2 separate regions of the Mus musculus genome follow, and region 1 is linked to region 2. The links are chromatin contacts, called in public HiCAR-type maps. All regions are on one chromosome and are shown on one strand. Each heading gives the region's core, a stretch centred on a gene start, on an enhancer-like site or on the middle of the called end of the contact. The rest is flanking DNA. Distances are from core to core; before and after follow the strand shown.

What was found. HiCAR-type assays count read pairs that join an accessible place to other places.
Region 1: a HiCAR-type map of astrocytes shows a contact between it and region 2, with 2.7 times the contacts expected there. The contact joins the promoter of Hikeshi here to the promoter of Tmem135 in region 2. A contact is called at or near these places in 1 of 39 promoter capture datasets (pre-B cells) and 2 of 115 datasets of contacts at active chromatin or transcription factors (astrocytes and bone marrow-derived macrophages).

What each region holds. Positions count from the first base shown.
Region 1 is chr7:89,939,194-89,945,966 of GRCm38.p6, reverse strand. It overlaps Hikeshi (heat shock protein nuclear import factor), which reads left to right and starts at 4,763. Exons shown (of 5, transcript NM_026304.3): 1 at 4,763-4,998. The coding sequence starts at 4,969.
Region 2 is chr7:89,337,531-89,343,990 of GRCm38.p6, reverse strand. It overlaps Tmem135 (transmembrane protein 135), which reads left to right and starts at 5,204. Exons shown (of 15, transcript NM_028343.5): 1 at 5,204-5,543. The coding sequence starts at 5,403.

The DNA of each region.
Region 1 (6,773 bases), core at 3,514-6,013, 600 kb before region 2:
ATTTTATTTTATTTTATTTTGGTTTTTCGAGACAGGGTTTCTCTGTGTAGCCCTGGCTGTCCTGGAACTTACTCTCTAGACCAGGCTGGCCTTGAACTCAGAAATCCGCCTGCCTCTGCCTCCCAAGTGCTGAGATTAAATACATGCTCCACCACGCCTGGCTTTGAATCTACTCTTAAATCAAAAAAACATTTTATAGTCATAATCATATATATATTCATATATTCATAATCATAATATATATTATATGTAGCTGTTTTCAGACACTCCAGAAGAGGGCATCAGATTTCCTTAAGGATAGTTGTGAGCCACCATGTGGTTGCTGGGATTTGAACTCAGGACCTTTGGAAGAGCAGTTGGCGCTCTTAACCGCTGAGCCATCTCACCAGTCCTATAGTCATAATCTTAACATTGGTAGAGATCTTTGAATTTTGATGCAAAGTTGAGTTTATATTTTATTATATTCATACAGAACTTTGTATATTGATAGAGAAATAAAGTTATTTTGATATAGTGATATAGGTTATTGTATATTGATACAAATTTAAGGTTAATTTTGATACATATAATATGTATGTTTTCAACATTTGAGGTATTGTATTTATATAATTCTTAAAGATGTAATATAAAGTTCTAGTCCTTTTGAATGCTTCTATTTAAAACTGTTAGGAATAATAAAAAATGCAAGTTAGGAACTATTAGGGATGATTAAGAAATACAAGTTAATAGATAATAAATAGCAAAGAACACACAATGTTTGACAATTCAGATATACTACAGATAATAGTCTTCAAAAACCTCAGAGGTCAACAGAATATGGCATTTAAAGATGCTTTCTTAATTAAAGATCTTTTTGACTATGAGACATGTCAGCTCCTGGCAGCATCCCATTTAATTTGGAAGAAGATGATGAACATCAATAACCTCCATATGGAGGTGCTTCAATTGAGGCAAGCTGGCCACTGGGCAAAGAAAATGACCATGTCTCAATTACAGAAAACATGCTGTCCAGAAAGGACAAATGGATACAGGAAGTTGACTGCTGGACTCTGGCAATACAAGGTATTGCAAGCAAGTTCTTCATAATTCCTGCTTCATAAATATGGCTGCCATATATACTGCCACATATACTGTCTGTCAATTCTTAGGCTTGAAGGCTGCTTGCCTACACTTTCTGTATACTCAGGTATAATTTATTCCTTCTCAGGTCTCTGATGAGCTTGAAAACTTGATAGTTAAAGTCTGAAAATTAAGCTTGAGTTATTTAGAATTTAAGAAGATGTGTTAGTCTAAAAAGCTGTTTTTAAGTTGGTAATACAAGTTGAGTTAGGTACAAAAACTTTGAATACACCAAGATATGATAGATAATAGAAAAAGTTCCCTAACTGCCAAATACTATACATAGACTGGACATTTTAAATATATATCATACCTTACAGTTTTCATAATTGTTATAATTGTATTCAATTTATATTTGGAAGAAAAGGAACCTTTTATTAGACTAAAAGGGGGGAATTGTAGAGAGAATATCTTGTTGTATGTATGTATGTATGTATCAGCTGTCAATTAAAAACCTATGGCCTATAAGAAAGGGTAGAATAGCAGGAGGAATACCGGGGAGGCAGAAAGGATTCTGGGATAGAGCTAGGTGTGGGAGATTAGCCGGGGAAGCTGTGAGGAGTACAGACACATGGTGCTTGAGCAAAGGTACTCAGCCATGTAGCAGAATATATGTAGGAAGCCGCCCTCACATTCGCCGTTACAAGATGGCGCTGACATCCTGTGTTCTAAGTGGTAAACAAATAATCTGCGCATGTGCCAAGGGTAGTTCTCCACCCCATGTGCTCTGCCTTCCCCGTGACGACAACTCGGCCGATGGGCTGCAGCCAATCAGGGAGTGACACGTCCTAGGCGGAGGATAATTCTCCTGAAAAAGGGACAGGGTTTCGCCTTTTTGCTCTCTTGCTCTGGCTCTTGCTTCTTGCTCCTGAAGATGTAAGCAATAAAGCTCTTGCGCTCTTGCTCTCTTGCACTCTTGCTCCTGAAGATGTAAGCAATAAAGTTTTGCCGTAGAAGATTCCGGTTTGTTGCGTTCTTCCTGGCCGGTCGCGTGAACGCGGGTAAGAAATATAGATTAGAATAAACGGGCTATTTTACATTATGATCTAGTCAAAGTCTGAGTCTTATTTCTGGGAGCACGGGGCTAGGAGGAAGAATCAGACCTAACTCTACAGATATCTAATGTGGAGAAAGGTTACTAAATTATTGTCTCTAATTCTCTGTCCAATCTAGAACTAAAATTATCTACCAGAAAATGGTAAAAAAAAAAAAAAGCAAGTCCTATATAATAAAGACTAAGACTAAGTTAATTAATTAATAAACAGCTAGAGATCATTACAAAGTTTCTAAGCTAGCCAGCTCTCAAGCTACTAATAAGATTGTCTTATAAGGAAAGGAGCAACAATCAAATGCACATCACAGACAAATGAAAACGTTGCCTAAGAACATATAAGTTGAATAGTATGAGTTGCTCCTAAAGTCAGAACATGCACAGAACCCAAGGTGGGAAGTTATACAGGAAACCCTGCAAAGTGAATCACTGACACTGAGCGGGAGTCTACCCACTATTTAGTATTTCACAGGTAAGAACCATCAAAGCGACCCTATTAGGTAAATCCTGATAATATTCCATTTTAAAAATGGTGAAAGCCGGGCATGGTGGCGCACGCCTTTAATCCCAGCACTTGGGAGGCAGAGGCAGGCGGATTTCTGAGTTCGAGGCCAGCCTGATCTACAAAGTGAGCTCCAGGACAGCCAGGGCTACACAGAGAAACCCTGTCTCGAAAAAAAAAAAAAAAAAAAAAAAAAACCAAAAAAAAAAAAATGGTGAAAAAGAGACAAGAGAATGTTAGGTTAGCCAGTGTATCATGCAGCTGGTAAATGCCTGAAGTGAACAGAAGCAATCTGACGGCCAGTGGTCTTACTACGTACATCCTTTCTAGTCTAAGTTCAGGAGGCAGAGGCAGGCGGATTTCGAGGCCAGCCTGGTCTACAGAGTGAGTTCCAGGACAGCCAGGGCTACACAGAGAAACCCTGTCTCGAAAAACCAAAAAAAAAAAAAAAGAAGAAGACTTGCACTGTTTGCACTGGGGAAGAGAGACCTGTTATGGCTGGTGGTCCATGCTCAGATAGATCAAGCTTCGAAAAGACTGTGTTCTTTCCTCATGCAAAAGGCACAGGGATTAAAGCTGAAAAAGGGAGAATGAGTGCGGTGGCGGTGGCGGTCGATCCTTGGTGCTACTTCCTTTAGATAATGTTTTGTGTTTCCAATGAGCCTTTTCTGGAAATGCATCCAGAACTCAAAGGACAAGTCAGTCAGTTATGGGGCTGTGTGTGTGTGTAATGCCAGCCCTCGGGAGGTGGAGGAGAAGGATCAGGAATCCAGTATTATCCTCGACTACACAGCACGGTCCAGGCTAGTCTAAATTATGCAAAACCTTGTCTATTTAAAAAACAAACAAACAGAGAGACAAATAAATGAATAAAAACAAACAAACAAACACCAATCCCAAAAGATGAGCAGCAGTGTCACACACTTTTTTATTTTTTGGCTTTTTGAGACAGGGTTTCTCCGTGTAGCCTTGGCTGTCCTGGAACTCACTTTGTAGACCAGGCTGGCCTCGAACTCAGAAATCTGCCTGCCTCTGCCTCCCATGTGTGGGATTAAAGGTGTGCGCCACCACGCCCAGCTAGTATCAGATACTTTTAATTGTAGCATTTAGCAGGTAGAGGGAAGCAGATCTGAGTTTGATGCCAGTCTGGTCTAGAGTGAGTTCCAGAACAGCTCAGGCTACATCGAGAAACCCTGTCTTGGAAAACAACTCCCCAAAGTGAGAAAACTTAGATTATTATTTTTTTTAAAAGGCATTTTTACAACAAAACTCCCTAAGCAGCACCAGACCCTATTCTTAGTGGCAGTTATCAATTAATTCATCATTTAATCCTTCCAGCAACCCAATAGGTCTATTTGTCTCAGTTTGCAGATGATTGACTGATGAAGCTGTTATATAGCTTGCCTACAGTTGTACAGCACATTAGTTGGGGCGGGGAGGAAGCACAAGTGAAGCACTACAAGAAATATAAGCAAGAACACAACTACGTGTTAAAACTAGTATTTAGTGGGGAAAAGGACTTCTGGACCTCTATAGCTTTAGTGGTCCACGCCTATAATTCCAGCAATTGGAGGCTGAGAAAGGAGTGCACAAGTTCGAGGTCTACCTGGGCTAGGTAATAAGACACTGCCATAAAAATGAGATAAAAATATATTAACATTTTTGATATAATGTTTGTCAGGAAGAATGCAGTAAGTTGGTTGCAACTTGAATTTACGCTCCAAAAATCAATTTTTCAAGCTTCCGGGCAGGTTATGCCGAACCAATTGCCCTCCGTATAAAACGGAGATAATATTTATCCCATTAAGCTTTTGAAAGGAGAGGCTGGGTGAAACGATTCTGGCAAAGGCGTATTGTTACTCCTAAAATGTTACACAACCGCCAGAAAGGTCTTCTCCCAGCACCACCTTTAGAAACTTTGACTCACACAGGCACGGAAATCATGTACTATCAGTAGTAACTTTCAAATTCTCCCGGCTCGCCCTCTGGGAGGCTGGCGCACTGCACTATGGGATTTGTAGTCTTAGCGCGATACCAGCTCCTCCTTACTACCTTAGAAGGAGGAAATGGGTGTAATGACCCGGAAGTACTCGTTCCGGAGAGGCGTGCAAGTTAGGAAGGAAGGGTCAGAGGTCGCCGGCCCAGATGCGTTCCTGTGTTGTTATGTAGTGGAGGGTCACGTTCCTTCCTGCAAATTCTGGAAGGTTCTTGAGTTCAATTAGGACAGTGGCTGCGGAATTCCTGGTGTCCGGCCTGAGGTGCCCGCTGGCCTAGCAGAGGCGCCGAGGGCGCTGCCATGTTTGGCTGCCTGGTGGCGGGGAGGCTGGTGAGGATGGCCCGGGCGGTGGCAGGAAGGGGTCGGTGACTGAGAGCTGGGTGGTGGCACGGTGCACGGCGCTTGGAACGCGGGGAAACCTGGTCATTGTGCTTTTTTTCCTGGGCGTGTGCGACGGACGGGCAATGGGACGCTGGCCCCACTCTTAGCTGTGTTTGCGAGGCTGTCAGGATGTGACTGCATTTTGTTGAGTGCGGATTTTGTTCCACCTGCTGGGTTGAGTGCTGTAGTTACTTGTTAATTTCAGCCTTCTGTACGGCATTTCGCCGTAACCGTGGTAACTCGTGAGCTAGTCTTTCTCTCTTTGCTGTTCAGGAACGTACACTCAGTAGATAGTGTAGTAATTACTCTTGTAAATTGATAATGCTACTTAGAAGTAAAGCTGAGATTTGTAATCTAAAGCTAAGTGGTTTTCGGAAAAATTCAATTTTCCGGACAATGAAGGTGTTTTGTTTTGTTTTTCCTTTTTGGTGTCTTTGGAAGGCCCCCCCCCCCCTTTCAGAAGTTTACCGACCCAGTTTAAAATACAATAATTGCAAGTTGCTTAATAGAAATGACTGAAATTTAGGTGTGAGCCGTACCTGTGATAACTAAAGGATTCGAGTACAATGCTTTCTTTTTGGTCAGAGAGATGCCCTTGCTTAGCCAGAGCCTTAGAATGAAATGAAATGAAATGAGTGCGGGAGTGGTTGAGGAGTAACCAGAGTGAATCTTGTTTGCTCTTTAGAAACCAGCGATGTATCCGTCTTGAGACGTGACTCCTTTCTCTTTAGAGCTATTCTTGTTTTGTTTCTCCTTGTTTTGTTAAATACTGCAACCTCTTTGTTAAATTGTGCCTCACGTGTGGTAAGCGAGAGCTCCACGCCTCCGTTTTCACCAGCTTTTGATAATGTATTCTATACACGCTGCTCTTAAGAAAAACACGTGGTTCCAAGAAACCATGGACTTCTGTCTGCAGTGAATGGGAGGCTCCTGTGGAGGTGAGGTAGTGCTAACCCTGGTCAATAGCTTTTGGAATGTCCCAGTAGGAGCTCTGGGGTTTGGAAGATGAAAGAAACAATTTGAGAAGAACGTGTTCCTCAGATGTCTGCCATTAATAAAGCCCAGCTTCGTGTCTTACACCTGTATTTCCAGCTCTTCAGAAGGCTGAGGGAGGAGACCCACAGTTGCAAGGCTAGACCCTGGCTCTAAAACAGTGGTGGGGTAGTTCAGTAGTTAAAACACTTTTTTCCTGTCTTTTTTGAGACCGGTCCTTCTCTCTGTACGCCTGGCTGGCTGTCCTAGGACTCTGCAGACCAGGATGGCCTTGAACTCAGAGATCCAAGTGCTGGGTTAAAGGTGTGTGCCAGCACAGCCAGCTCAGAATTATTGTAAGCCCAAAATGTGGCCTCAAACCCCATTACCACAGAACGAAACAAACCAATGAAACCCTATGTAGAGTCTGTGTTATGTTGTGAGCTAATCTGGAAGGGAATTTCCGGCTATATGCTTTATTTGCCCAACATTAAATTTATATGATAAATATCCAGTGGATATTTCTTTAAGACAAGATTTTTTTGGGGGCTTGGAATTGTATATCATTAGACATAAATGAAAATGAAGGACAAATAGAACTACTAGCATCTCAGAACTTAACTCCATTCTTTTGCTAGAAAAACCACCTATTGAAACTTACAAACCTAATTTTCATTCTTTGAGTCTTTTCTTTTTCCTTTTATTTCTATAAGACAGGATTTCTCTGTGTAGTTCCAGGTGTCCTGGAAGTT
Region 2 (6,460 bases), core at 3,955-6,454:
AAGTTCTGAAATCAAGGTTTTGTTTAAGGAAAAGCTCAAATCCAGGTATAGTCATGTGGATTCTTTGTCAAGGCTGTGGGAGTTTGGAGATTTTTCTCCCTGGGTCCTTTCAAGTTGGACAAAAGTGCTACCAAGGACATAAAGACATTTTCCACTTAACTCTCAATCCAAGACAGGAAGTGTTTGTTTTAATGTTTCTTTGGGAAAATGTATATTTAATCTTTGAACTTTTTAAAGAGTCTGTTACGGAGGGCAGGCTGGTCTGGTATTTATTGTATAACTGGGGAGGATGATCTGCCCTTGAGATTTCGGTCCTCACAGTCTCACTTCCTGAACGTTGGGATTACAAGTGTGCACTGCCATGTCCGGTTTGTGTGATGCTGGGGATTAAACCCAAAGCCTAGTGTGTGATAGGCTAGCACTCTACTAACTGAACCACAGCCTCTGCCTACATTAACAGCTTATGTAATGTCAGAGAGAAAGGAGAAAAAAAAGTAGAAAACATTGCTTTAAATAAGTTGATTGTGCTGTGCTGTGTGTGTGTGTGTGTGTGTGTGTGTGTGTGTGTGTGTGTGTATGAAACCATGTTGAAACAAATAATGTGCTATTTGTAACTATTTTGTAACTATTTGTAACATTGCTATTTGTAACATTGCTTTCTTCCAACAAAGTATACGTGAATACCAAATATTGTAGAAATAAAGAAGTACTAGGGTCTACTTAGTACCACCATTTGTATCATGCTTGTTTCTGAATATATGTTTAATGGCTTCATATATATCTGAACTCATTTTGTGCTGTTAAATAAATGTTCTGCATCACATCTTGAGGACACCTCCATTCTTTTCTATTGACACCTGCCAATATTGCAAGAGCAACCATTTTCTTTCTTTCTTTTAAAAGATTTATTTATTTATTATATGTAAGTACGCTGCAGCTGTCTTCATACACCCCAGAAGAGGGCGCCAGGGTGGTTGTGAGCCACCATGTGGTTGCTGGGATTTGAACTCAGGACCTTCAGAAGAGCAGTGAATGCTCTTAACCACTGAACCATCTCTCCAGCCCCAAGAGCGACCATTTCCAACTCATCTCTTCAAGTCTTTGAATTCTACCAAAGCTGTTAGATTACTCCCTTTTCTCCATTTACTATGCATCTTCTCTGGCGAAACTTTGGTTCAGCTTGCTGATGATGCTCAAGCCCCGAGTTGGCTCCTTCCTTCATTTTTTCCCCTCATTCCCTCCCTTTCTTTGAAAAAAAACAATGAAGGCCCAAAGAGAGTATCTACTGTCACAATCCAGCCCAAAATAACAAATGGCCCATGCAGAGGGAATGCTCACATCCACATTCCTTAAGCATAATGGTAGTGTGATGACAATCCTGTTTTGGAAACCAGTATGATGCTATATATCTTCTTACACTCTATAAATTAAAAATGTAAACTACTGCAAACAGAATTGCCAAAAATTTTATTATTCTAAGCTATAGAGCCTGTCTGGGTCATTGTTCTATTGCTGTGATGACATACCATGACCAAGGTGACTAGTATAAATGAAAGCATTTAATTGGGGCTTGCTTACAGTTTCAGAGGGTTAGTCCATTATCATCATGGCAGGAAACATGGCAGCATGCAGGCAGTTGCTGGAGCAGTAACTGAGAGCTACACCTTAGTCTATAGGGAGAGGAACAGACTGTGAGCTTGATATGAGCTTTTGAAACCTTGAAGTCCAACCCTAGGGACAAACTTCCTCAGTCAAAGCCACACCTCTTAATCCTCTCAAGTCATGCCACACCCTGGTGACCAGCCATCCAAACATAAGAGACTCTGGGGGCCATTCATATTTAAAGATCCCTATTGTGAGGACTTTCTAATGCAGTGGTTTTCAACCTGTAGTTCATGACCCCCTTTGGGGGGTGAAATTTCTTTTCACAGGAGGTTGCCTAAGACCACTGGAAAACACAGATATTTACATTATGATTCTTAACAGTAGCAAAATTACAGTTTTGAAGTGGAAGTGAAAATAATTTTGTGATTAGGAGTTGGCACAACATGAGGAAGTGTATTAAATGGTTGTAGCAGTAGGAAGGTTGAGAACCATTGTTCTAAATACTATCCTGGAGTCTCTACAACAGCAGTAGACATGAGAACCCTTCTTTTCCTGTAATCCTAAGAGTGTGACTCAGATTGCCCCGTAGCTACCCACCTATCAGCACCACTAGCTTTGGCATCAGTGACAATAATCGTGTTCTCAAGTTCCTTTGAACTCTAAGACTCCATTTGATGGTTAGTTAATAAAAAGAAATTGCTCATTTTAATTGTAATTTTAAAATATTTTTATCTCTTGGTATACAATTTCTATACCACTTGGCAAACACTGTTTTTGTATAAGCTGTGCAAACTCTATGATCTATTATATTCAGAAGTAACTAATTGTTACCACTCATACTATGGGGTGATGTGTGTGTGTGTGTGTGTGTTTGTGTTGCTGGGAATTAAATCTAGGTCATCCAGCCTGTTAGGCAAGTGTTAAACTACTGAGCCATATCCCAACTCTAACTTGGTGTTTTAAAAAGTACCATGCAGTCACCATCAGAGAAGCTTCCTCCTGCAGCAGATGAGAATGAATACAGAGACCCACAACTGAATGATATGTAGAGAGTGAGAGACCTTGAAACAGTCACAATTGGGATGCTGTTATCAAACTCTTCCGCTGAGGGCTCAGGGAGTTATGCAGAAGAGGAGGCAGAAAGATTGTAAAAGCCAGAAGAGATAGAGCACACCAAGAAATCAATGCCTTCCAGACACAGCAGGACTGATGTCTGTGTGAACCCACAGAGACTGCAGTCGTTATGCACAGGACCTGCCTGCACAAGTTTAAGCCAGATGGGGTCCTGGTGGTGAGAGGGGAACTGGACACGAAAGCCCTCATCCTTAATCCAAAAGCTATCTCCAATTGACAACCGCTCATTAAGAAGAAATAAATAGTTTTCTCCATGGATTCTTACTGGGTATACAAATCACCCTTAAGGGAGGTCCCATGTGCGGCAGTAGATAGTCACCATGAAGCACACTTAATGGTCTTTTTGGAGATGTAGTGCCTCACAAAACTTTGTGCATTTTTTTAAAACCTCACTTGTCTTTTCCTTATTTATTTCTCTACCCATTTTATGTGTAATGGTGTGTGTGTGTGTGTGTTTGTGCTTTTTCTTTGCTTGTTTACATTGTCTGACTGTTTATTTTTAAAATTTACCTTTTTTGTTTCCAAAGAGATGGGGTGGGGGGTTGGGTGGGGGGGAAGAAAGCATGGAGTTGGATGGATGGGGTAGTGGGGAAGATCTTAGAGGACACGAAGGAGGGAAAACCACGTTCAGAATATGCTGTATGAAAAACCATTTTCAATAAAAAGAAAATAAAGTGCTGAGGATCACCATATGATGGTCTCTTATTTATATTTAATATTTTACTTCAAATAATCAAAGAAGGGAGGCTTGTGTATAATGCACTTTGTCTTTCACCTAAAACGTTTTTAACATTGTTTCTTGTAGACCCTCAGGCTTTCAGGAATAGATTCTTGATGTTAGTAAGGTAAGCTTGAGTTGTAATTCGTGTGATTGCTGGCACAAGCTTACACTGTGTGTTTCTGATCCATGTCCTTTCTGAGCTGGAGAGCTTTTTAAACACAGTGATTATTTTGTTCCCATTTTTGATTCTATATTGGGCATGTTGAGTGGGGTGACAAAATGGACAGCAGATCTTCAGGGAGATCTTGAACTTCAAAAGGGATGTCATACCATTGGGCACTTTCAGTTGTCTCTCATGGGAAGTACATTCATCTGTGGGGAAGAATGATGTGTCCAGATGTTTGAGTAGCCAGAGGCGACTATGGCTGATGCTATTAGTGTCTCTAGTATCTGTTTTGCCATTTTGTGCAGTGATATAACTATCAGCCTTTAGCTGCCATTTGCCCAAGCTGAAATGTTAGCTGACAGATTTGCATAGGCTTACCTAAAAGTTTCTATCTTTTTTTTTTTTTTTTTTTTTTTTTTTTTTTTTTTTTTTTTTTTACTTTTTGAAAAAGCTAAGGTCTTTTGATAGAGTCCTAGGCTGGTCTCAAATTCAATGCATAGCTCAGCCTGGCCTTGAACTCCAGACCTGTCTGTTTAGCCTTCCAAGTGCTAGGATTACAGATGTGTGCTGCCAGGCACAGCCTGAGAAGTTTTTCTTCCCTCTCCTTTCTCTGGCCCTTTTGGCTAGTGTGTGGATGTCATGTTAGTGAAGTGGTCATTTTATAAGCAGCACAGCAAACAGGTGATAGCTAGCAGGGTATTTAACATACATAAAATGTATACAGCTAGGCATCTTGCAGATAGTTTACACCTGTCTTATCTGTTACTTTTCTCACTTCTAGAACATTAGTTTCTTGGCAGCAGAAACACAGCTTTTCCACATCTGTCTGTCCAGGGTTTCAAACAGGGGCTGGAAAATCATATTAGTTTAGTAAATATTGTAGAAGGAACTGAATAAATATGAGAGAATGATCTAAAGGTAAAGCCTTTCTGCTTTAAAAAGTACAGAATTTACAAGTCCAAAGAAAGCAGGTTATTATACACAAGGGCTATATGGCAGGTGGATTGTCATGGCAATCAGTTTTAGATTAAGCTCTCTAGCCAGGCAGGAGTTCTATTGCACTGCAGCTGCCTCTGCTCTGTATGTTGCTTGGGTGATAAGCACTTGTGAAGGATTCTGTTGCTAGGACTCCATTAGGGGCTGGCAGGTCTCTCTACTGTCTCTTTCCATATAGCATGCATTTAAACACATCTAAATTAGTATTTTCAAGACTTCACAGGCACAATAGAGCTTAGGAGGTTGAGCAAGTAGCAAGAATGTTGAAGGTTGTGTTGCAACCGCAGATAGTCTTAGGTGAACCAATGGGACGAGGGACAACAGTGGTGCAAGTGCCTCCATCTCCCAGCAAAGACACAGAATCCTTTTGTTCCACTACCCTCTGCTCTTTTTGGCCAGGCTTTGACAGGACAAGGGCTGAGCTATATAGCCCGACCCAGGCGGGATCCACCATCACGCTCCCGGTTGTGCTTCTCTGAGTCGTGCTCCTATTCGGAGGGTGAAGGTGCTCGCTTCCTTTGCCCGTCCGGAGCCCGCCCATCCGCGGGAGCGCGCATGCGCCTCCCCTCCCCGCCTCCGTCGTGCGCGCCCCGCCCCCTCGCGCTGCCATACGCGGACGGCCAACATCCGAGGACTCCGGCCTTGAGTAACCTGCTCCCGTGACCTTTTCGCACCCCGCACGCCGAGGCCCGCGCGGCGCCCGCCTCGCCCTTGCGTGTCTGCCGCCCCTGCCGAACCCTGCGTTCCCCTGACCACGCGCAGCTGCCACCGCCACTCGTCATGGCGGCCCTCAGCAAGTCCATCCCTCATAACTGCTACGAGATCGGCCACACTTGGCACCCCTCCTGCAGGGTCTCCTTCCTGCAGATCACTTGGGGCGCCCTGGAGGAGTCCCTCAGGATCTACGCACCCCTGTACCTGGTGAGCAGGGCTGGCGCTGGTGCAGGTGCAGGGCCTCCCGGGGCTCGTTGCTTCTAGGTCAGCTTTAGGGGTGGTGAGAGGCCTGGGGGGAGTCCTAGGCGGAAGGAGGGGGAGGGGACCCCGATGGTGAACTGTCACTGGACACCTGTTGCTAGGATGGGGATGTGCTCTGGACAGGTAGGGTCAAGTGCCTTACACTTGATCGCTCTGAGAACCTGGATTCAGAGACTCTGTGATGGAGAGATGTTGGAGCTGTGTATATATTTAGTCAATGCATGCACACAGTGTCCCCTCAGCCCACTTTACCACTCTCCGGCCCCATTTTCATATGAAAAAGGGTGTTCTGTACACCCCCCCACCCCCACCCCAAGCCTGCTTAGTCACAGATTTTGTCCTTGTTTGAGATGACAGAGATGCCACTTGACGGTTTGTTCTTTCGTAAGTTCCCAGAGTAGATTCCTGGTTTGAGATTTTGTGCGGTGATTTCGTTGAAGGTGTTTTAGTGGCGTGTTGCTGAGGTCATTTTCTTATACAGATTTACAAGTAGGGAAGCTTAGAGAGAGTATCTGGAAACCTACCAGTAACATCGAGAACTGATAAAGATATCTTCTCCTAGTGAGTGCCACTGTGTGGGAGAAAATTCCCACATCCTGGCACTGAAGATGTGCTATTTGGCTACTGAAGTTCATTGTCATTTTCCCATTTGTCTGTATGCTGAGAAGGTAGACATCATTTTTGTATGTTTTGTATGTTTCCTAAAAGTTCGTTCAATACTCAATGAGTGATCCATTCTTATTTCTCATTGAGGTAGTAATTTGGGCTGATGACATCTTTGACAGTATGATTATGTTTGTAACTTAATGGAGAAGTCTAATTTGTAATTATAGACAGAACACAGGAAAAGACAGTGACTCCCT